Linked DNA regions of Mus musculus: regions 2 and 3 are each linked to region 1. The links are chromatin contacts, called in public HiChIP or PLAC-seq maps. All regions are on one chromosome and are shown on one strand. The core of a region is the stretch at or near the end of the contact, and the rest is flanking DNA. Distances in the headings are between cores, read along the strand shown. Region 1 holds the start of Poglut1 (protein O-glucosyltransferase 1). Region 2 holds the start of Wdr5b (WD repeat domain 5B). Region 3 holds the start of Hspbap1 (Hspb associated protein 1).

What was found. HiChIP or PLAC-seq counts read pairs in DNA pulled down with a chosen protein or histone mark.
Region 2: a contact with region 1 is called in an H3K27ac HiChIP or PLAC-seq map of bone marrow-derived dendritic cells, with 6 times the contacts expected there. The contact joins the promoter of Wdr5b here to the promoter of Poglut1 in region 1. A contact is called at or near these places in 1 of 39 promoter capture datasets (pre-B cells), 1 of 115 datasets of contacts at active chromatin or transcription factors (bone marrow-derived dendritic cells) and 1 of 9 other capture datasets (adipose tissue).
Region 3: an H3K27ac HiChIP or PLAC-seq map of bone marrow-derived dendritic cells shows a contact between it and region 1, with 5 times the contacts expected there. The contact joins the promoter of Hspbap1 here to the promoter of Poglut1 in region 1. A contact is called at or near these places in 1 of 39 promoter capture datasets (cranial neural crest) and 1 of 115 datasets of contacts at active chromatin or transcription factors (bone marrow-derived dendritic cells).

The regions. Positions count from the first base shown.
Region 1 is chr16:38,548,781-38,552,907 of GRCm38.p6, reverse strand. It overlaps Poglut1 (protein O-glucosyltransferase 1), which reads left to right and starts at 2,652. Exons shown (of 11, transcript NM_172380.4): 1 at 2,652-2,825; 2 at 3,475-3,565. The coding sequence starts at 2,741.
Region 2 is chr16:36,039,079-36,043,172 of GRCm38.p6, reverse strand. It overlaps Wdr5b (WD repeat domain 5B), which reads right to left and starts at 1,983. Exons shown (of 1, transcript NM_027113.2): 1 at 199-1,983. The coding sequence starts at 1,660. The coding sequence ends at 674.
Region 3 is chr16:35,768,773-35,773,067 of GRCm38.p6, reverse strand. Hspbap1 (Hspb associated protein 1) reads right to left here and starts at 2,682. Exons shown (of 8, transcript NM_175111.3): 1 at 2,529-2,682. The coding sequence starts at 2,592. It overlaps Slc49a4 (solute carrier family 49 member 4), which reads left to right and starts at 3,698. Exons shown (of 9, transcript NM_153550.4): 1 at 3,698-4,169. The coding sequence starts at 3,827.

The DNA.
Region 1 (4,127 bases), core at 1,403-3,902:
CCTCTCCTTCCTTCTTCCCCTCCTCTTCCCCCTCCTCTCCGTCCTCCTCCTCTCCTCCATTCTCCCTCTTCCCCTCCTCCCTCCTCCTTCCTCCTCCTCCTCCTCCTCCTCCACCTCCTCCTCCTCCTCCTCCGTGTCTTTATATGCTGCTGGACTGCTGGGATTACAGGCAATTGCCATTATGCCTGGCTGAGATAACTAGCTAGGAGGATGGTTGATGTTTTTTGTTTGTTTGTTTGACACAGGGTTTCTCTGTGTATATCTCTGGCGGTCCTGGAACTTGCTCTGTAGACCAGGCTGGCCTTAAACTCAGAGATCCACCTGCCTCTGGCTCTAGAGAGCTGGGATTAAAGGTATGCTCCATTGCTGCCTGGCATTCAAGGACACTTTTTGCTCCATGACCAAGTGGAGGTTATACTACATGCAGGATCAAAAAACAACAAAAACTGCTACTTTCCTTAGGGTATTAAAACAGAAGTTTTCCTTCTTTTTAAAATCATACTGGCCCAGGTTTCACAGGCTTTTTCTTTTTAAAAAAGATTTATTTAGTCAGGCAGTGGTGGCACATGCCTTTGATCCCAGCACTTGGGAGGCAGAGGCAGGCAGATTTCTGAGTTCAAGGTCAGCCTGGTCTACAGAGTGAGTTCCAGGACAGCCAGGGCTACACAGAGAAACCCTGTCCTAAAAAACCAAGGGGGGGAAAAAAAAGATTTGTTTGGGGCTAGGGAGATGGCTCAGTGGTTAAGAGCACTGGCTGATCTTCCAGAGGTTCTGAGTTCAATTCCCAGCAACCACATGGTGGCTCACAATCATCTGTAATGGGATCTAATGTCCTCTTCTGGTGTGTCTGAAGACAGCAACAGTGTACTCACATAAAATATATCTTTAAAAATTATTTTTATTATTTTTAAACAGTGTGTCTGTGTGTAGGTATGTACACTTGAGGGCAGGTGCTCACTGAGGCCAGAGGCTAGATCCCCAGAGGCTAGGAAACTGGAGTTAAGGGCGGTTGTGAGCTGTGAGACATTGGTATTAAAACTTTCAACTCAACCCCATCTGGGGATCCATCCCATATACAGTCACCAAACCTAGACGATATTGTGGATGCGGGGAAGTGCTTGCTGATGGAAGCCTGATATGGCTGTCTCCTGAGAGGCTCTGACAGAGCCTGACAAATACAGAGGAGGATGCTCGAAGCCAACCATTGGACTGAGCTTGAGGTCCCTGATGGAGGAGTTGGAGAAGGGACTGAAGGAGCTGAGGGGTTTTGCAGCCCTGTAGAGGGAGCAATAGTGTCAACTGGCCAGACACCCTTCCTCCACTGGAGCTCCTGGGGACTGGATGACCAACCAAAGAGTACACATGGAGGGACATATTGGTTCTGGCCGAATATGTCCCTTGTTGGCATCAGTGGGAGGAGAGACCCTTGGGCCTGAGGGTTTTCGATGCCCCAGGGTAGGGGAATGCCAGGGCAGAGGACAGGAGTGGGTGAGTGGGTGGGTAGGTTGGGGAGCACTGTCATAGAGGCCCTGGGAAGGGGGAATAGGATAGGGGGTTTCCGGAGGTGAGGGAAGACCCAGGGGAAAACATTTGAAATGTAAATAAAGAAAATATCCAATAATAATTTTAAAAAAATCAACTCAAGTCCTCTGCAAGATCAGTGTGTGCTCTAAAATACTAAGCCATCTCTCCAGTCCTTTCTGGTCTATTTTTGGATCAGTTGCTGTGAGGCTCCTGGTTTGTTGTTTGCACGTTCGAAGTTCTGAAGTTCAGTTAGTGTTTGGCAAGCTCTGGTACCTACAAACTTTAGAAGCTGAGGCAAGAGGATTATGGGTTGGAGACCAGTCTGAGCTATACTATAACACTCTATCTCAAGGATAAAAGAATGTTTTAAAAAGTTTTACTTATTATTATATCTAAGTACACTACAGCTGTCTTCAGACGCACCAGGTTGTAAGCCACCACGTGGTTGCAGGGATTTGAACTCAACACCTTTGGAAGAGCAGTCAGTGATCTTAACCGCTGAGCCATCTCTCCAGTCCAAGAATAAAAGAATTTAATGATAATGATACATAGCTTTAAAAAACGTCCAATTTGCTTTTTGTTTGTTTGTTTTTTTGAGACAGGGTTTCTCTGTATAGCCTTGGCTGTCCTGGAACTCACTCTGTAGACCAGGCTGGTCTCGAACTCAGATTTCCGCCTGCCTCTGCCTCCCAAGTGCTGGGATTAAAGGCATGCGCCACCACTGCCTGGCATCCAATTTGTTTATTGATAATCTGGTTTGGTATGGTCTTTTGCAGCCTATCACAAACCTCAGTACAAAACAAGGGCTTGTTTAACACGGCCTATTTGTGTTATATTGCTAGAAATTCCTATTATAAATGGACCTGTGCAACCTTTTGGGGACATCCGTTCAATACGATCAATAAATAAGTAGTTTGGTGTTCTGGAGTGACCTAGCCAAGGAATGATTTAACCTAAGCTCTGTGTATAGCTGAAGCACAAAACAAACTACCTCCAACCTTCGGTTTGTCACAGAACTGACCATTATTAAATGTGCCACCCGAATGGGCTTCCTGCTGCCTTATTTCCCATGCCAGGCTCCCGGAGGCCTAGGGGCGGGCTCGGCAGCCATCTTTGTGTAGGGCAGCTCCCACGTGCCGTGGCGTCCGCCGCCATCCTTCTGCTGGGCGGCGCTTCCGCCGGCGTGCGGGTGGGAATCCGCAGTGGTCTGCGGGTGATGGAGCGTCGGGCGGGCTCTCGGCTTAGGGCATGGATGCTGTTACTGCTCCTGTGCCCGGTGCAGGGCCGCCAGAAGGACTCAGGTGGGCTCCGGGCGGGGCCGAGCTTACCGCCGCGGCTCGGGGTCCGCTCGGGTCCCTGGGTGCTCGCTGTGGCCCCCGGCGCGCGGAGGATGCTGTGCGGCTGCAACGCGAGCTGGACAGCGGGCGGGGGCGAGCCTAGGTGTTTGGTGGGCCTCTTCTTCTGGTCCTGGATCCCAGAGAGTAACCCCCATCCTCCAGAATTGGGGATGGTAGGAAGAGAGGGATGTTCCCTGTTTACAGCAGAACGCTGTTCCGTGCTTCCCCAGAGGAGGGTGGGAGGCACTTGCTAGCTATTAGGACAAAACAGATGAGGGAGGATTTGAGTTTGCGTTGATTGTCTCGATGGGGTTCAGTTTGATTAGGTGAGAATCCATGTCGAAGTCCGGTGTCTCCATAACCTACTGAAGGCCAAACATTAATAGCTTGTGACTTTTCCAATTTCTTAGATACCTGATGGCGCAGGTAGAGGAACAGACTTGACTCAAGCCCCGACAAGTTACACAAAGAATCGTTCTTGGCATTTCCACTACTGGGAAAGGAAGGGGATTTCTCCAAGTGTTGGTCTTCTGTTGCTTCTGCCTGGTGCTTGGCAAATACGAATGCCAAGGGCATTTATTCTGTTAACTCTCATTTCCTTCACTTTTTGAAGGCTCAAAATGGAAAGTATTTCTTGACCAAATTAACAGGGCTTTGGAGAATTATGAACCATGTTCAAGTCAAAACTGCAGCTGCTATCACGGGTGAGTTCCTTGGTGTGTCTCTGAGAGCTGGATTCTTGTAGGGACCTTCGCTAAGTCCCTTGAGAGATCTTGATGGCAGTTATTAGTGATCTAAGCATGTCTTGAGACCTTAGATGGCTCTCGTAATGTATGGAAATGCTCTGGGATGGGAGAGGCTCGGTGTTCTCCACATTGCCTCTGTTCCCTATGGTATTTTAGCAACATGTGCTTTCTATTTCTTCTATTTCTCTTGAAAGCTTCTTAGGTCCAGAGTTCATGTCTTGTTATTATTCTCTCTGGTGCTAGTTGTCTGCAACTGCACATGAAAAGGAACGAGCATGTTTATCATCTAATCAGTATTTCCTCTTGGTTTTTATCTTTAAGGTATGCACGTTTGGGCAGGGTTAGTTCAGTACATTGAAAGCAGGCCGACTACCCCTCAGGGCAAGCCACGTAACCCCTCTGATAGTCCATCAGCTAAATAGCAGTCCTAGCTCTTCATTTTTTATTTGATCCCTCAAAGATGCTGATGATACTGAAACTCACTCTGTGCTGAAGTTGAGAAGGGATGTGATTTGCTCCC
Region 2 (4,094 bases), core at 734-3,233, 2.5 Mb after region 1:
CTGGGAACTTACGGAGACGCACATATGATGGAACGCTGCCTATGGCTTCAGAAATCTAATGGTCCATATGCTGTCTAGCTATATGTACTTTCTGCCTTTGCTTCATTTTAGGTATCAAATGCTTTGATTTTTGTCACTTTCATATTTATCATCAAAAAGCACTGTGTGTGTTGTATGTGTTGGATAGTTTATCATTCATAGAACAAACCGGACCATGATTTATTGTCCCCAACTTGACAGATTAATTTGGCAATTTGATGCCCAATCATATTGAATAACAAAAATATACAAGTGACATGTAAAATGTCTCCAATCCTCTCATTGCCTCCCTAATGTCACTGCCCTTAATGACCTCCCAAACCAGAGGCTACACGTCCCTCCTCCCCTGGGTCATCCTGTTGTGTCACCTTTCCAGATATTCCAAAAACCTTACCCCCCTGGGAAAGCCAGTGAAAGAATGAGGCTCTGTCCAGGGGTGAGCACAGGAGATTCCTAGCAGGCCTCAAGACTAGGATTCACAAGCCCTAAGTCCTAGACCTGTTTTTACAAGGGTCTCACTTTGCAAAGTAAGATGATTCAGACTCAAGGACAGTTTAAGCTTTGCCAGAATCCAGAGAGACCATCCTTTGGATTTTGTGTCTAACTTGGCTTTCCTCATCGCCTGCCAGAGACTTCAGCAGTCACTCGACCACACTTTAATTGTCTTGTCATTTTCTAGTGCTGCTGATGCGATGATGTTTTTTGTAGGGTGACAGGCTGCTGAGATCACCACATCTGTGTGACCTTGCAACCTCTGTACAATCTCTTTAGTCTGAAGATTCCAGATGTAAACCATGTTGTCCTCTGAACCAGACACAACCCACTTTCTACCAGTAACCGAGAAACTGGCAAATAGGCAGTATTTCTCATTCTTATGACCAGTGTATGTCTTCAGGCATCTGCCCCTGCTGTAATCCCACAGTTTAAGAGTATTGTCCAAAGTTGCAGTGAGAATGTATTTACCATTTGGAGAAAATTTTACAAAAGACACTGGAGGGTTGCCTTCATCAGCAAGTGTCCTTAAACACTGGCCTGACGCAGCATCCCAAATTCTACAAAGCCCATCATAGCTCCCGGACACTATCAAGGACCCATTACAATTAAAATTTACGGCAGAAATGGGGTCCGAATGTGCAGACAAAGTCTTGAGGCATTTTCCTGTTTTTACTTCCCATATTTTCACACTCTCATCAAAAGAGCCCGAAACGATGAGGTTGGATGGTGGGTTGAAGTCACAACAGAAGACGAAATCGCTGTGCCCCTTCAGTGTTTTCAGACATTTTCCAGATCTCATATCCCATACCTTTAGAGTCTTATCATCTGAGGCTGAAACTAGACGACTAGAATCTGAAGACCAGGCAACATCTGATATTTCCAGACTGTGACCATAGAGTGTTTTCTTACAATTCCCATCGTATGCTCCCCAAATTATAATTAGTGCATCAGCTGCAGAACTCGCTAGCCATTCGCCATTAGGACTAAATTTAACTGATGATATGGCCGCCGAGTGCCCCGCAAGAGTAAGTCTGAGAGCATAGTTGGGTTTCTGCGGCTCTTCCTCGCGCCGGGGGGCAGAGAGAAGTGACTGTGCTCTCTCTGCTGGCAGATGCTCGGTCGCCATAGATCCGGCTCTATAATTTGCGCGGGCTTCCCGCCCTGAAACTTACAGAAGTTAAAACTTGCGGTTGGAAGGCGGATGGTTTTGATTGTAACATGGGCTCCTCTATAAGGTCCGTTCCCAGTCAGCAACGAAGTTTGAACCACTCCCCGTCTTGCTTTCTTCTATAGCATCACGGATCACAGTGATCCTGGGATCCGTACTCGTGTCAGATGCTGTCAAAGGACTAGGCCGATCCGCGGGGGTTCGGGGCTGCACCTTTCCTCTTCCACGCCCTCCGCAGCTCCAAAATGTCTGGGAACCTCAAGCAACAGATGACGTCACACAAAACAGGATTTATGAGAGGCTCAAGTAGAGCCCAGGACGACGCTAGGTACGCATCCTGCCAGGCTGCGCACGCGCCGAAGGAGACATGCATTTTCTTCCGGTTCTCCAGGACAGGAAGTTGACACTGAACCCGGTTTTTTTCCCTGAGAGAGCTGGGTGCAGGAAAGGGCGCAGCAGGCACTTCATGAAGGCTGTGCATATTGAGGGTACCTCTGTCCACACCCACCCCGACTGAGTTTAGCTGCCAAGATTATAATAATAATAGCTGCCTGTGTGTGTACTTTGCGAATGCAATACCTACCCTCAGGGTCAGGAGTCCCATCATCCTGGAAATGGAGTTACAGATGGTTGTGAGCTGCCTGTAGGTGCTGGAAGGTCCTCTGGAGAACTGCCAATGATCTTAACCACTGAACTACATCTGAAGCCTGGACTACGGTGACTTCTGATATAGAGATTATATCATCAATTCAAAAACTTTCCATTTTTATTAACTCACCTAAAGCACATTGAATAACAAATTTTAGGCTTTATTTCAAGTAAATATATATTTTTCTAATGACTAGAAAACCAAAAGGATATAATGGGTACAACCTAGGAGCTAAACCAGGATGGTGATGGACCTTTAGTTCACTACACACACAAGCACGAGGGACAAAAGATGCGCAGACTTGGTACGTTGGTAGGATTAAGACATGACTTGAACTTTGAAGGGTAAAACGCACTTTTTGATGTGTAGGATACCTTGTGTATAAATAGCATTGGGGACTCCCAAAAAGAAAAGGCTGTAAGTAAAACTGTTTGTCGTTACTCATGGTCTAATATTAACAAACTGTCCTAACAAATTACTAGGATCTGCTTAGCTCTCAGGAAGGAGATTTGGTGACAGTGTTCACCAGGAAATAGTAATCCTAAATGGCAGCAAGCAGAGCAGGATCCTGAGCTCCTAAGCAGTAGCATGTCTTCCTTTAAAAAAAAAAAAAAAAAAGATTTATTTATAATATGTAAGTACACTGTAGCTGTCTTCAGACACTACAGAAGAGGGCATCAGATCTTCTTACAGATGGTTGTGAGCCACCATATGGTTGCTGGGATTTGAACTCCGGGTGCTCTCAACCACTGAGCCATCTCACCAGCCCGCATTTCTTCCTTTTACAACAAGCTACCCTTCGCGTAAGGGGACCTCTAGGTTTTGCTTTGTTCACTGAAAAAAAAAAAAATCAAAAATCTGTTTCTCCTTTAAAAAACCATTTAAAAAAAAAAAAAGAAACATGTGCCAGACTTATATGGTCTTCGAAGATTACTCCTATCTGGACTGTTTTAACTGGTTTCCTCAAAGCAGCTTTTGGGAGTAGAAATCCAGTTCCCAAGCCTCTACCCAATCTGGAAAACCTATTCAGACTAAACAGGAAGGACTGAGCACCGCCTGTAACTGAGTAGCTTTAAAAAGCTGCGCTCCCGCGCGCGCGCGCGCACGCACACACACACACACACATATCGTGCTATCCTTGTAAAACCACATGCTTATAGCTTGCTGCCCACACCACTCCCCCCGAGCCCTGCACTATTTTGTCCTCAACACTGGTCTTTTGTGTTTTATTTCTCCTTACCTACATAGTTCAAATTGTTGAAAGCCAGTGTTCCTTATTACAGTCCCTGTTCTGGACTTCACTGACTTGCTTGGGCTAAGGGAATATGGGTAGAGATGTGTAAACACTCTGCAAACACTGCAATCACAAACGAGCATGTATACTCTGTAATTTTCAAATGTGGGTCAAGTTGGAATTATGGATCAAAAAGCAGAATATTTGCCTAAAATTCTCAAAGCTGCAAATTCGGCTCTCAGCAGCACTCAAGAGTTGCGTGTGGTGGTGCCTACCTATAATTTCACCACTCCGCATTGGAAGCATGGGGGGCCAGTTCAAACTTAACAGCTACAAAGGAGTTAAAGCTAGCCTGGGCTTCATGAGAACCTCACCTAAAAATACTGTCACACACACACACACAAACACACACACACACACACACCCATACGGAGGTGAATAGTAGACAAAAAATCATTCAAGCTTTGTAGTAAATCTATAGAGTCCACAATTTTTGTATTGGATATGAA
Region 3 (4,295 bases), core at 1,433-3,932, 2.8 Mb after region 1:
CTGAGCCATCTCTCCAGCCCGCCTTTATATTTTTAATATGCTTCACCCACCACACTGTCTGAGCAACTGCCTACCTTCCACGCTGTTAGAATCCACTTTCTACCCATAACCACATTACTACTATGTTTCATCTGGGCTGCTACTAGCTCCAATTGGCCAGCCCACATGGCTGCTTTATGGCTCAGCTAACCCATGGTATCTTCCTCCCTTCCTGCTCCTCCTCGCGGTCTCTAGCCTAGGAAACCTAAGTCCCGCCTACCTCTCTTCTCCCCAGCTATTGGCTGCAGGCATCTGGGTCTATGTGCTGACTCCATTTAGCCAGCACTTAGTATGAGAATAGAGGCAGCCTTAGGCCAACCCACTGTGCGTGTGTTCTGGCATGGGTGGGTGTTCAAACTCAGGTTGCCAGCCATGCAGGGTAAGCACTTTACCCACTATCTCACTGGCCCCTTCTTCATTTTCTTTGAGAGAAGGTTTATGTCTAGGCTGGCCTCAAACTTGCTATGTGGCCAAAAACGACCTTGAGTTCCTCATCCACTCTCTTATGTTATGGGGTACAGGTATGCAATACCTTACCTGGCTGGGACCCCTTATTCATTCACTCAGCATACTTATTACATGCCTGATACTGTTATGTGCTACTGGACACACAGTGGTAAATGAAATGTCTTATTACTTTCCTAATGCCACGATTACACACACAAAGTCCCAAAGTCTTCTACATTCCCCCAAAACTAGTGTGGTCAGGTCTGTCACAGAAATACCCTTCCCCTAGTACCAACTTCGGTCTTAGTTTTGTAAGGATGCCATTACCAAGGCAACTTATGAAGCAAGAGTTTACCTGATACGGCCTTGTTGAAGGAAGTATGTCACTGTGTAGGCGGGCTTTGAAATCTTCTAGGGTTCAAAGTTCTGCCCAGTGTGGAAGAGAGTCTCCTCCTGACTCTCTTCGGGATCAAGCTGTAGAACTTTCAGCTCCTCCAGCACCATGCCTGCCTAAAGGCTGCCATACTTCCTACCATGATGATAATGGTCTAAACCTTTGAAACTGTAAGCCAGCCCCAAATAAATGTTTCCTTTTATTACAGTTACCTTGGTCGTGGTGTCTCTTCATAGAAATGATAACTCTAAGACAGTTAGCATCCATGATCCATCATGGCAGGGAGCATAGCAATAGTCAGGCAAGCATGAAGTTGTAGCAATAGCTGAAAACTTACATTTTGGTCCACAAGCAGGCAGTGGAGAGCGCTGAGAATGGCACGGGCTTTTGAAACCTCAAAGCCTACTACCCCTAGTGACACACCTCCAGCAAGGCCATTTTCTAATCCTTCCCAGATTTCCACCAACTGGGGACCAAACATTTAAGTAGATGAGCCTATGGGGCCGTTTTTATTCAAACCACCACAGGTTATTTCCACAAAGCGCTTAACATCTAGTAGAATATGCAAGGGTTAGAGATATTTGGAACCTGCAAGATGGGTACAAGTATGATGGAAAGGGAATCGACCAGTCAAGAACGTACGAAACCCACATTTTATGGCTAATTAAAAATGTTTAAGAATGTACAAACAGAAGAGATGCTTAGAGACCTCAACAGACCCAGTGGGCATTTTCTCCAGGCTCCGCCCCACAGTTACCTGGCAACAGCCAGGTGTCTGACTCATGGTAAAAGGGGCTGATTGCCCCTCCTCTTTCTCTTGCTCTCTTGCCCTTGCTCCTTAACCTTTCTCCATTCCCCTCCCCCCTCCACGTGCTCATGGCCGGCCTCTACTCCTCTTCTCTCTCTGCCTTTACTCGCTCAACTCCGCTCCCATACCCTGAAGAAACTCTATTCTCTACTATACCTTTGTGTGGCTGGTCCCTCAAGGGGAAGGGATGCCTCAGCATGGGCCCGCGGAGCGGAGGCACCCCCTTCCCCAACACCTGACTACACATCCACCAAACATATTCTCCTTATTTTTATAAAACACAACAGACCCCAAATTAAATTTTTGTGTAGGTCACGGTTTTTGGAGCTTGGATTTTAGTGGAGGTTCTAAGTCCAATACAAATTATTAAAGAATCTTACGTGTCACTTTTGCTGTTGAATGGTGGATAAGAGAGGCATAAAATAGGATACAGGACACATTATCAGGAAGATAAATTGGTTTTTTAAAAAATGAGAGAATGATTTGGGACAGGAGAGATGGACTGTCAAGTAAAAACCCCTGGTGCACAAGTCTGGCGAACTCCCCAGAGACCTCCATAAAAAGTTATGGTCGCATACACCTGGAATCCCAACAGAGACAAGAGAATTGCCACAAAATTCCCTCAGAGGCCAGCGATCCTGGAGTCCTCAGAGGAACTTCTTACTCCACAGTGGTACTTGTCCCGATAGATCAGAAAACTGATCCGCACGACGTTAAGAAGCCACATGCTCTAAAAAGTCACTTTCTCCCAGGCCTAACACGCCGCGGGCGAGACTTGGGATGGAGCCGCGCCCATCCGCACCGCTCGGAGGCACTTCGGCGTCCCTGGCTCGCACCTACCTTCCTCCCCCACAGTTCTCTCGCCCAGGGTCGGGGGCGCGATGCCCTCGCAGCCTGCTGCCATGGTTATCGCGCCGAGGATGGAGAGAGCGCCAGGTGAGAGGGCTCACCGGGATCTGCGGCTTCCACACAGGAAGGATCCTCCGCCTCTGCCGGAACCGGCGCCGCCGCGGTCACGTGACGGCGCTGGGCGTGGCCACGCCGGTTTGTTTTGCTCTTTGGAAGCTGAAAGGCGGCGAGCACGTGGGCTGGGCTGTGGCTCCTTTCTTCCACCCTTAGCGTCTGCTGTTTCTCTTCCTTCTCTAGTCGGATCCTCCATCTTCGCCTTGGCTTTCTCTCAGTCGGACTCGCGATTTAGGAGACCCCGGGGCTGGCGTGCCTACTCTTCCACCTTGTTGGTTCCCTTGGCATCAGTGCCATTCCAGCTGGTTTTCGTGACTGCCTGGGAATACGAACCCCTTGAAGGCGTTCCCTGTGACTCATTTGCTGAGCCAGATATGTCAGCAAATGACTAGTTTTCAAGGACACAGGCAGCTGTCAGAGTTCTGGATTTGTGCATTTGAACAAATGAATGTCTATGTCTATGTGGTCAAGAGATGCACAATCTCCAGCTTTTGCCGTTTATTTAGTCTGGCTAACATACCAAGAGAGAGATCTAGGTCACTGTCTTCCAACTTTAACACAATCCATATTATTTACCCGTTTGCATGACAAACAAAATGGGTAGAAAAAACTCTTTATATGTATGAAGGAAAATTGGCTAGTTTATAATCTCACTGGATGCGTAAGACACATACAAAACCAAATGGTCTTCATGAAACAATACCCTGAGACCTTCCTAAACTTCAGTATCCTGCCGTCTATAATTTCTGCAGTTAGAAACCCAATAAAAACAAAAGTAAGCCTAATATAGACCCAAGCATTGGGATAAGTGACCCGAGGTCAGCGAGTTGTTTATTAGGCACGTGATGTAAACTTGGGCACTTCCTCCAAGCAACCCGCGAGTGACTGACTCAGCCTACTTCGCTCCAGTCTCCCAGCCGGCCGCGATCTTCTACCCTTTCCACTCGTAGGGTCCCGGGCTTCTCCCCGGGGCATTCCTGGGTTCCCAGCGAGCAGGGTGGACCCCGCCTCGCCTCCTCCCCTCGGGCTCGGGCGGCGCAGGCGCAGCAGACGCGCCCGGGAGGCCGAGGACTAGAGCAGCTCCGGCTCCGGCTCCCGCTCCACCCGCCCAGTCAGCTCCCGGCTGGTCTGCGGCCACCGGGACGCGTCGGGCAGGGCCGGCGGGCGGCGTCGCCATGGGCTCGGGTTGGAGCAGCGAGGAGGAGGAGCGGCAGCCGCTGCTGGGGCCGGGGCTCGGGCCTGCGCCGGGGGCTGCGCGCAGGGGCCGGGAGGCGACGGCCGTGCTGCCTGCGGCGGGCCCGAACCCCGGGAGGGTGTACGGGCGCCGCTGGCTGGTGCTGCTGCTCTTCTCGCTCCTCGCGTTCGCCCAGGGCCTGGTCTGGAACACCTGGGGCCCCATCCAGAACTCGGCGCGCCAGGCCTATGGCTTCTCCGGATGGGACATCGCGCTCCTGGTCCTCTGGGGGCCCATAGGCTTCCTGCCCTGCTTCGCGTTCATGTGGCTGCTGGACAAGAGAGGTAAGGGGTCCGGGACGCCTGCGGGCGTGTCCCTTCTCTGGGAGTTGGCGCCTGCCAGGATCCGGGCCTGCCTGTGTCTCCCTGGGCTTGGTCTAGGGGTTGTGTGAGGTGACCCAGTGTAGCTGG